Regions from separate parts of the Zea mays genome. Here region 1 is linked to region 2. The links are chromatin contacts, called in public Hi-C maps. All regions are on one chromosome and are shown on one strand. The core of a region is the stretch at or near the end of the contact, and the rest is flanking DNA. Distances in the headings are between cores, read along the strand shown. Region 1 holds the start of LOC100283246. Region 2 overlaps LOC103639442 (DExH-box ATP-dependent RNA helicase DExH14).

Evidence for each region. Hi-C and Micro-C count contacts between places; a contact is called where the count stands out from the background.
Region 1: a Hi-C map of leaf shows a contact between it and region 2, with 2.9 times the contacts expected there. The contact joins the promoter of LOC100283246 here to the enhancer-like site in region 2. A contact is called at or near these places in 3 of 25 Hi-C or Micro-C datasets (ear, leaf and root tip).

The regions. Positions count from the first base shown.
Region 1 is chr9:153,658,288-153,664,009 of Zm-B73-REFERENCE-NAM-5.0, forward strand. It overlaps LOC100283246, which reads right to left and starts at 4,455. Exons shown (of 9, transcript NM_001156148.2): 1 at 3,626-4,455; 2 at 2,784-2,948; 3 at 2,551-2,688; 4 at 2,137-2,288; 5 at 1,905-2,013; 6 at 522-620; 7 at 230-295; 8 at 19-126. The coding sequence starts at 4,294. LOC100277631 reads right to left here. Exons shown (of 9, transcript NM_001367297.1): 9 at 5,422-5,722.
Region 2 is chr9:153,458,893-153,464,415 of Zm-B73-REFERENCE-NAM-5.0, forward strand. It overlaps LOC103639442 (DExH-box ATP-dependent RNA helicase DExH14), which reads left to right. Exons shown (of 49, transcript XM_008662184.3): 48 at 1,052-1,183; 49 at 1,503-1,888. The coding sequence ends at 1,583. LOC100381929 reads right to left here. Exons shown (of 8, transcript NM_001361557.1): 4 at 5,477-5,523; 5 at 5,254-5,302; 6 at 4,926-5,164; 7 at 4,679-4,780; 8 at 3,470-4,380. The coding sequence ends at 4,152. Among protein-coding and RNA genes, the nearest start is that of LOC100381929, 9.6 kb to the right of the region's middle. Within about 2 kb of position 3,124, at least 10 of the 20 cell types and tissues checked have an H3K27ac peak or open chromatin away from gene starts, as enhancers often do. A contact at or near this core is called in ear, leaf and root tip, where this site is marked.

The DNA.
Region 1 (5,722 bases), core at 3,205-5,704, 200 kb after region 2:
AGGTTGCCAAAACAGTACCTGATCAAAGATGAAGCGGTTTGCAACACGCTTCACAGTGCTTGCATCAACAGCATCTATTCTTGCAAAAAGCTCGGGGGTAGGAATTCTTCGTCCATAGGTCAGCAGCTGGAACAATAGGGGAACGGAAAAAACGTATAAGGTGCTGAGGATTAAGATTTGGCATAACATAATTGGTTTTAGACACCAAAACAATGGAGCAAGATAATACCTGACGGCCAATGTCCTCAACAACAGCAGTTGAACCATCAAGGTGGAGTTGGATAGAGGACTTCAGCTGAAATTATCATCACAAAGTAATGAAAATGTGATACTAGTCTGAAAATTTTCGATGGGTTATTCGCATATGCCGGCATATTAATGAAACAAATATCATTGATTGTCTCTTGAGCCCAAAACAAAGAGAACACCATAAATCACGCTTTGTTGCGTGCAGTGTCCGAGTAAACCGACGTACAGTACTGGGAATGACAATGTTCCCCCGTAACAACTTCAAACATTACCTGATTACGTGCACGGATAACATCTTCTTCCGTAACCCGGTATGACAATTTGCTCATCTCATGCATAATTGCAAAAGCCAAATCATCCAAGCAATCAGCCTGAAGAACCAAGTTTGCAAGGTCACATAAGATCAATGATCATCAGGAAAAGGTTGACAAAAAAGGCATGCTGTTGCACAAGAGCAACATCACAAGATCACAGGACCACCGCATAAGCAAAAATTACGATTCACAACAGATTAGTGGGAAATAAAACTTGATTCAGCATTGAACTACAGGACAGACAAGCTACATTAACAGATAAATAGAAGCCTTATTAGTTTCAATATTTCGCAATAGATTTACCAAGTAGACATAGATATTGGGGCTCAATATTTTAGATTGAAGTAGAAAAGAAAGGTCCCTGTCTATTTTATTGTTTACAAATAGAAAAAAGGGCCTTCAATTTGGTATGTAAATAAAGATAAGAAATTCAGACTGGCAACTTTCGTCATCAAAAGCTATCAGAGCAATAGTCAATACAAATGCTAACTAGTGGTTCCAACCAACTGCAAGTGGTTAGAATTGCGAAAGGGCCTCTAGCTAAGTTGGTTAGGTGGTCTGAGTAGCACTTTTCAGGTCCTGAGTTCGACTCCCCGTGGGAGAGAATTCCAGGCTGGAGTAAAAAAAATCCCCTCGTCTGTCCCACGCAAAGCACAGGCCTGGTCCTGGTCGTTCTCACATGGGCTACACCACTACAGTGCCGTTGTGTATGGGTGTGGCAGGGGTTTGGGGGTTTTCTCAACCTATGCGAAAAGGTCTTCTACATGCCTGGGGGCTGTCTTACCCAACAACATTGTTGTCACTGAACAACATTGTTGTCACTGAATTCATCCCAACAACATTGTTGTCACTAACAAGACCCAACTGCAACACCCTGTGTGTATCTTAGATACAAGTTTTATGGGAGCTGGGAGAATTTAAAAAAAAAGGGCGTACCCAATGCCGTAGGCTTCCCGCACTGTACGGGGTCTGGGGAAGGGTATCTTTAAGCGCCAAGCCTTACCCGCATAATATGCAGAGGCTGGGGCTCGAACCCGGGACCTTCCGGTTACAGACGGTAGGCTCTACCGCTGCACCAGGCCCGCCCTTCAGCTGGGAGAATTTAATAGGAAGAAAAACAAAACACCACTAAAAGTGGATCTAGAGAGTGTGAATAGTGTCTATGTAAGGTATGTTTATTTATCTTACTATTCAAGGAATTTTAACAAATAAAATAGCTGTGGGTACACATTTCTTTCATAACAACGGATATGGATGACATATATGACAACACAATGTATACGATAAAATATTATTTCAGGCGATTTATGCCAACTTCAAAGGTAGAAATATAACATTAACCTTAGCAACAGCATAGACACCAAAAAGACCAGTGTCCTTGTAATTCGTATTGAATCCCATTACACTCTCAGCGATGTCATTGATTGCTGCCCTCTGCACAAGCTCTGAACTGTAAACAGTAAAGCAGGGTGACATGACAAAGATATGGTCAGTAACAGAATATCGAAAAATGTGGATCAGTCCTGTAAACATTATGACGAAAAGAAAATACCAGAAAAGGGAGTGAACTTACCCCATGTGCTTTCCTCCACCAGCACTCTTGTTCCATGAACCAAGCATTGTTTGCATAACCATCAGTGCAACAGAATCAGGATCCACCCATGATGCTCCATTGAAAGCAACAGCAAATTGAGCGAGGGGCATGTCATCATCAATGATTCGAACCTATCAAGAAGCATACAATGATGAGATAATGTGGGTTCATGACAAATACCACAACTAAGTAAAAAAAGTGCAGACCAAGTGCCGGACGTCCCACATGAGTGGGGTCTGGGGATGGGATAAACCAAGCAAACCTTCACCCACAAATGCGGAGAGGCTGCTTCAGACCATGACCTGGTGACTCAGTGAGACATCTCTCTCCACTGCTCCAGGCCAGCCCTTTAAATAGCACAACTAAGTATAGAGCAAAAATTGTAGAACCCACCTCAGAACCAGTGAAAGAGGCTGGCTGCTTAGAGACCAACATGTTTGTTGTTGTAGGGTCAGTTGATAGCTTGCTGAACAACTTCTTTGCCTGCTCAACAATGTCTTCATGTTTAACATTGCCTGCAGCTGTGATAACCTGAAAACATGCAGAAATACTTCCATCATACTCTAATAACAGGAACATAAAATGGCGCAGATGCATTGCAGCTGAAAATTTTAAATATTATGTACCATTCTAGAAGCTGTATAATGAGTTGCAATGTAGTTCTCGAGGTCCTCTTTGGTGATTGACTTGACGTTATCTGCAGAACCCAAGATTGGTCTGCCAAGGGATGTATATTGGAATGCAGTTGCATGGAGATGATCAAATATAACTTCTTCAGACTGTCCCTCAACCTATGCAAGGAAGAAACAGACAGAACATTTAAGCAAAAAGCATTTCATAACACTGAACACATATATTTTACTATACACAACACCTTGGATGTTTAACCAAATTGAGAATTACTAACAAGCAAAAGCAATTACAAGGGTTGATGACTATAGTGAACAAAGGATCCAAAACAAGTTGCTTATGAGACAGGTATTGGCTAGATGTCTTCAACCCTTTCATCTCCTTGCCCGCTAAAAAAATATGATTTCGCCCAGCTAACTTCTCAGCAAGTTTAAGAGGAACAAACGCCTAGCAGATTACTCACCTTGTTTCCTTACTCTAAATTTTCCAGAAAACTATCCCATGTCGAAATGCATTACCCTCTTTATGAATTATGATATGGCTTTAGTACTAGTAGAAATGCTAACAACAAACCAGAAAGATTTTCATCACACACCATAGAACACATAATGCATCTTATCTGAGGTAAATAAGACAATATCTTTAAGAAGATAAAAACTTCCTCAATAAAAAGACAAAAAAGTTCAACAGATCGATACACTTAACCATTGAGAGTAACGAACATAGATAAAACAAATGACTGATTAGTGATTATTACCCAGACTGGTTAATACAGCACAAAATTAAGAATTTTAAATAAACAACAGATATCTACAAGACTACAAATCAGGATGCATACCTCCTCCATCTCTCGTAGGATCACTTCGCGCTCACGTTCAATGCGGGCCTGGTCGAGATTGGAGTTCTGCAGGATGTCCGCGAGGACCTCCATCGCACGGGGCACGTCCTTGTCAAGCACCTTGGCGTAGTAGGTCGTCTGCTCCCGCGACGTGTAAGCGTTGAGGTGGCCACCCATGTCCTCAATCTCCTGCTCCAGCTGCGCGGCGCTACGCTTCCCTGTGCCCTTGAACAGCATGTGCTCGACAAAATGCGCGACGCCGGCCGCCTCCTCGTTCTCGTACCTGCTGCCCGCATCGATCCACACACCCACCGTAGCCGTGCGCGCGGCGAGGGACGACTCCGTGGCCACGCGCAGGCCGTTGGGCAGCGTGGTGACCCGGGTCTCCGGCGCCGCAAGGATGGCCGTGTGGTCGGCGTGGGACGGCACGGGGCTTGCATAGCGGAGGAAGCGCGGGTCTGGGTGCTCAAGCCGCCGGAGCCTGGCGTTAACGGCTTCGGCGATGCGATCGTACGGCATCACGGGAGCGCGCACCGGGGTCGCGTCGGGGGCTAGCACGCCGGGCGCCGCGGCGACGGCCGTGGAGGCCTCGCGCGCGTTCCCGGCCGCTGCCGCGGCGATGGCCGAGCGGCGGCGCACCGCTGTGGATAAGATGCGGCGGAACGCCATCGCGGCGGATCTGATGCCGTGCTCTCGCCGGCGGCGGCGGAGATCTGGCTGGACTAGGGTTTGGGCTCGGATGGATCGGGAGGAGATGGGGCAGGAGGAATAGCGGTGAAACGATGCCTGGGCCTGGTTGCCAAGGACGGAAGGAGAAGCGCTGGGTGCGCCGTGCGCGTAGAATAGCTTACGAGGGACCCACGTGTCATACAGAAGAGGTCATTGAAGCGTCTCGCTCTCGGGGAATGAAGACTGGATGGGCTCAATGCTCATGCGCTGGGCCCTGGGCCTAAAGCTTGTCACTGGATTAGGCAGTCAGGACTTCTTCCCGAATTGCAAAATACGGAACAAAAAGCAAAAAGCGGGACATGGAAGAGAAATACCCCATAAATCCCTCTAATTTTCTGTCCACCAAATCAGGCTTTACTAGACGGTGCCTCACTGCCTGAGCAGGTTGTGCCTAATCTAACAAAGAAAATGATTGAATCTATTGTGACTTGTGAGCACCTTTTGCTTTTATACGAGATCTCAAGTGACACACTTTTTAATACATATTTCTTTGACATTTTTACAAATTCATTCGTTTTGCATCAACCGTCAATTAATGCATCCCGCTCAACAAGTTTTTTTACAGCTATATACTCTCTTTATCCCAAAATAGGTGTGTACGAGTTATATAAGTTGACCAATTTTATTGAAAAAGACACTAACAACGAGTTAGTTTAATTAAATGCATTATAATATATGTTTTGGTAATATATTTATTTAGTAGTGTAGATGCAAACAAATTCCTTTGTAAATTTAATAAAGATAACTCTGATATAACATTTTTGTGTTGCTCATGAAACGATTTTGTTCGCGGGAAGAATTGAGTGTACATCAAATGAACACGTTAGAGCGCAGAAATTGAATTGAATTGTTCGAAGTTTCAGATTGCTACACTTCTGCACATACACAACCAGGTCAGCAACTGCAACATATTACTAGACCATCTCTTATCTTCTCTATCTACTATATTAAAACACCAGTTTCTCTAGTTTCACGGTTTCTATGGCCATTGTGCTAACTCATAGTTAAATGCCAAAACCATGCAGACATAAAGGTTCGAACCATAATTGTTGGTTCTAAACTCATATACAACATATTTTTCTCTTATATTATATACTTAAGCACAAATAGAAACTACCATATAAAAGCACACTGGGACTGCCGGGCTCATGCATAGCGGGCAAGAACCAACATTAAAGTACATATTAATATACCACAGAAAATTCATCCTTGAATTTCCTTATCAGTTTCTTGAACGACAAATTTCAAACCTCGGTGGGATTGCATCTGAAGCACAGAGCCAGCGATTAACAGAACTTGGAGGCAAGGCGATCCAAGCAAAGCTACAAAAACACGCTTGATAGCAATTTCTTCGCACATGGAAGAAGA
Region 2 (5,523 bases), core at 1,874-4,373:
CGCGGACGAAGGCGTGGAGATGAGTTTGTCCGCCGCGGCCTTCGGCGCGGGCGGAGGACTCGGGCCGTGACTACAGGAAAGGGAAGTGCGTCGGGCACCTGCGTAGTGCGAAATTAGAGCGTCGAGGCAGGGGATCTGGCCGCGTCGTCGGCCCATCAGCTGGACAGGGGCGCGGTGACCATAGACGAGGCTTTTGCGTTGTGGATGAAGGGAAAGTACCCATCGGCTGGAGGGAGGGAGGTGCTCGTCGGCAGGAGGGAGGGTGGGAAGAGGATACTAGCTAGATACGATATTGGAAACCCCCAAACCCTAATTAGGGTGGGCATAGTGTCTATATATCGCCAGTATATGGACTCCAAGCCCCATTACAATATTAGCACACACACAGTCCAACAAAAACTTATGTATGTGGTGCGTGTCGGAGAGCACGGGCGGGCCCAAAGGGTATTATGGGTAGGCCCCTGACTACCCTGTAATTTGCTCCAAAAACAAACTACTACTCAGAGTTTAGGCTCAAAAATACAAATATATGTAATTTGCAACCTAACTTGATGAATTAAATACATTATAACACATTTTAGTTATTTTCTACTCATAACGAATTGAGAGAAATTATATATATGTAGTATTAAATTATACATGGTATTATTTTTGTTCTCGACTACCCTAGGTTTAAATCCTGGGTCCGCCGGTGTCGGGGAAGGGGGGGGGGGAGGGCTGGATCCTATACACAGCTCTCCGACATTCAAGAAAAGAAGTTCTCAAAGAATGTTTTGCAATGCTAGAAATCAGTTGAATCTCACCCACTAGTAGTAATAATAGCCTAGCTGGATGACTATACTGTACTTGGGTGCCATCTGCTCCCTGTATATGAGTTAATTCGAGTAGTTATATGTTTTAAGAACATTGCTGCTTTCCACAGTTGCTAGAACTTGCAATTATGTGTATTGATTTCTTCAGCTTAGTGTTATGCTGTTTGATATGTTCCAACTAATGTATCATTGAACTTCAATAGTTGCATTGCATTTAACTTTTTGGTTGTTTTCTGCAGGCAAAACAAGAAGCTTGGTGGCTTGTCCTGGGGAATGCTACAAGTTCAGAGCTGTATGGTCTGAAAAGAATTAGTTTTGCAGATCGGGTGATTAATACTCGCATGGAATTGCCACAGACGTTCAATGTGCAGGTAAATGAATTTTGTTGGGCTATATGCTAGGCTAGGCTCAGTGTTAAGATCTTCTGTGCTTTTGGGTGACTTGACAGATTGTACAGTTGCGCCTGAGACATCTATTACTACACAGTTGGCTTTTTACTTGTCGGGATACCATTACATCCTGTTAGTCTGCTGCATTAAGCCGTTAGTAGTAAATATCATAAATATGTATGCTTGAGATATCTTGATTCAAGCATGAAATCTGTGTGAGCTCTCATGTCTTTTATGATTCTTATCTCCCCCAGATGTGTGCATCGACCTTTTATGTTCTGACGATATGATTTTATTTCAGGAGACGAAGCTGATCTTGGTGTCGGATTGCTACCTAGGTTTTGACTTGGAGTATTCTCTTGAGCATCTCACCAAGGGTTGAGTGCTTTATTCAGAGCTGTTTGGGCTGTTTCATTTTGTATGGGTTCAGCAACCAGCTCATCCTAGATTGATCCTGTAATCACGAGACATGAGTTCATTCCATGAATTTTTGTTTGTATGACTACATCCCTCGTGTTCATGGTTATATTATATTTAATAGCTATATATACGAGTGGATAGGTTTATAACTTTCATGAAATATCTTTTCCGTAAGCATAGTAGATGTTTGAGCTCTAAGGTTATGACCAACAAATTGTGTATATGGTCGTGCAAAATACTATTTTATAATATAAACTATATTATTTACATGGTGAAGTTTGAAATAGAAGATCGAGATGAGTAAGTTGCTGGAATTAGCCTAAGGAAGATCTTCTATACTGTATGCACCTTAGAGATGGAAGTCTTCCGAAGAGAAAATGTTGCTCGAAGGAACTGAAATCGGGTGATGAGTCATTCCTGGTCGAGCATGAAATAACTATAATCCTAAAGAGGCCTCCTGGAGGTCTTGTTCGGTTGTGGATCAATCTCAGCCTGAATTCAATCATCTTCCTCTCTAAAGAGTTCACTTAGCCCACTTCTCTCGTCATGTTCAGTTAGTTCAATTCTCCGGTCACCGTCGTCTGGAATCGAACCACTTCTCTAGGGTCGTAGTCTCGTAGAACTGATCCTGTGCTGAAATCTACGCTGCATGCATGGGAGAGGACTGGTCTACGTTTCGCTATAAAATTGGCTGCACGTTAACTCGGCATTGAGACTGCTTTCAACGCTTGCTGCAACTCTTTCCCTTCAGTGCATGTAGGGGCTATAGGCTGACGCTAAAGCATACATCGCTTGTCCCTAGCTCCTCCCCTATCTGCGATAATGCTGGTGTATGACATAGTACACCGCTAGACCTAGAGGTACCACAACCGTCCCCCTTGCCTCGGTTTCTGTGCACAGAAGTATTTAGTAGTTGGAAAAAATTGATAATAGATGGTGAATAGGTATGAAAAATGGTATTTTATGATTATAGTGGGTATATGAGAATGATTTAAGGAGAAAAAGAACGCTGGCACGTGAGTGGGATATAGGGGGAGAAATTTAGAGGTAACCGCTCAACACAGTCTGAGATGAAAAGTAGATACCCATGGGCCATGGCTGCTCGGTGGGAATTAATCCCTTACAACCAAACATAAACATGTCCTAAGAGGGTTTAGGGTATAAAGATAGTTCTAACTCGTAGATTAAATTTTATGCTCCTTGTTACAATTTTTATCATTTTTACTATATAGATATGGAGGAGCACAACGACGATGGAAATCGTGTAATTAGAAAAATTAATGTTTTAATATAGTAGAGATAGAGATAAATGATAAATCACACACTAGGGATTGAGGGAGAATTTAATCTGGTAGAATAGCTATTTTTCGGGGAAAATAGTTGGGTGAGAAATACTATTTTTTTTAAGGTCAAGCTCCCTTTTGGAACCGGTCCACTGGGATCCCCCTAGCTAGCAGTTCTACAGGAGTGGCCCACAATCCATGCCTTCTTGTCCAAAGATCCACACAAATCCATAGGCTATTTTGTCAGAGAATGTTATCCTTTATCCCTATGAACGACAAGACGAGGGTACAACAGAAATGGGCCCCTGAAAGAGGTCAGAATGAGTTACAGGTAAAGTCAATAGAAAATTGATTATTCTACCCCTGAAATTCTCCAGTAGCTATTTTTTTTCTTCATTCTAAACCTACGGAAACTCGCAAACCCAATCGCAGCTCACTGATCAATTTAGACTGTATCATCACGAGATCATTCCACTAGCGAAACGGAACACCGGAAGCCGCAAGCGCCCAGCTTCATTGACGCATCTGGAGACAGTAGACGCTGGTCAATTTGCACAAAGCAAAATATAACCTCAGGAATATTGGCACTTCAAATTTACAAGAACCCGTTAGCGTTTAAACATCACGGGTACACAAGTTACAAGAATTCCCAAGCACTTTACCCGCCAATTGTTCCATGAATGCTTTCAGCACTACATAAAACTAGTAATAATTAACTGCTGACTAACAGGGGTGGTCAGTTAGACTGGAGGACACACTAGCCAATTTGCATCCCATCCTAAAGGAACCAAAGAACCCAGAGAAAGGCTCACATTATTATTTCCACTCTAGCCTGCCAACACTCCATCATCACGGATTTCTTAGAGATCGACAAATACCCAAGAAACCCACCAGATGCACTAAGCTAGTAAGCATCGACTTCTCTAAAAAAATTCTGAGGCTAATTACTCTTCATCGAGAAAAATGATGGGAGATCCACAGTTTTTTTCCTTCACTTTCCACAATATACATGGACCTATACTTGATATAAGGTGCATCAACAACAGCCAGCACTGACTTGATCGGCTGGAACATGTCCCCGGCCTGCCTCATCGTGGTACTGTGATGCTTCCAGTTCTCAAGTTACCCCTTGACAATATATGATCCTTCTGTTTGACCATGCTTTGCATGGGACAAGGAGCACTGGGAATCACAGGGCGCGACCCGGGATCATCATTGCGGCTAGAAAATAACTGAAGATCATTCCACTAGAGTGACAAACAGCACACTCCTTCAGGAAGATTTCCAGGCACGGCAAAAGACATGACATGTCTTTCAGGAAAAATTCTCCGAGGAGTCATTTCTGGAGCTGATGAACTCTCAACTGCCGCTGCATGGCTCCGGCCATGAAATCTTCCCAGACGATTTACAATAGAAATTCTCTCCAGATCTTGGCACTCCAGTTGCACATCTAGCATCGAGGCCCTCTTGTTCAAACTGTAACGAGAGGCAAATTGTGTTTCAGCCTAAAAGAAGGCAAATTGTGTTGATAAACAAATCGACTTTGACTTGAGCTTAATATAGATGTATCCGCACGGAACTAAGTTAAGAATCCTCCTAGGATACAGGGCGACACTGTTGGCTTGCACTTATACCAGACGAAAATGTGGGCAGAAAATTAGAAAGAAGAAAACATAGTTACAATTTCAAACTTTTTTATTCAAAGCAGTAATGTTGGAGAAGATAAAGAAACATATACCGATGAGAACCATTACAGCCATTAGCCACCGCTTACCTTATAAAGTCATTTTCCATCTTCCGGATTCTTCCAACGAAGACTTCCACAACCTTTGACACTCTGTCTTCCATTTTCTTAGCACTTGGTTGTTCAGATGGGCTAGTCCATGATAGAGTAAAATCAGAAAAAAGAGCATTTGAACAATAAGGTGGCCCAAACAAACATGTTCTTCATGCTTATATAAAATAATAACAAGCAAAGACACATAACAAACAACAATGATTTATTTTTGGGGGAGGCTTACTTATTTTCATCCTCCACAGGTGAGCAAGAGTTATATGATGATGATGCCATGCTGCATGCATCCCTTAGTGTCAACATTGATAGAGTGTATGTCGCACTTCCGTAAGCAGACACAGCTTGTGCTCTCAGAATGGTCGCTGGTATAGCAGGGAGAAGTTGCTGGATCAACTGGCTTGTCAAAATTAGCCTCTTCCGCGGCAAATAATTTAAAGGAGCATCGTCTGGAGTTTCTGCCTCATCCTATTCCAGAATTTAGTTCAGCATCAAGATAAATCGCTTGGACCAATATGGACAAGAACTGAAATAGCAGAATCGCAAAGTTGGCTAACCTTCTCAATTAACCGGTTAGCTGCCCAAGCCCAGTCCATCTCAGGTGTGCTGTGAATAAAGTAAAGATTTTCATGTTTGTAAGAAACATCAGAACCGTAAAATTAAAACAATTCAATCAAGGAATAGAGATATAGGAAAGTCACAGGAACTGGTGGTAGAACTTAAAAACTTAAACATATGTGTTGAAACATTACTGGAACCTGCAGCTTGAGGTATGTTTACCTGATGCCCCTCAATTTTCGTGGGCTTTCAATTATTTTATGCCAAGA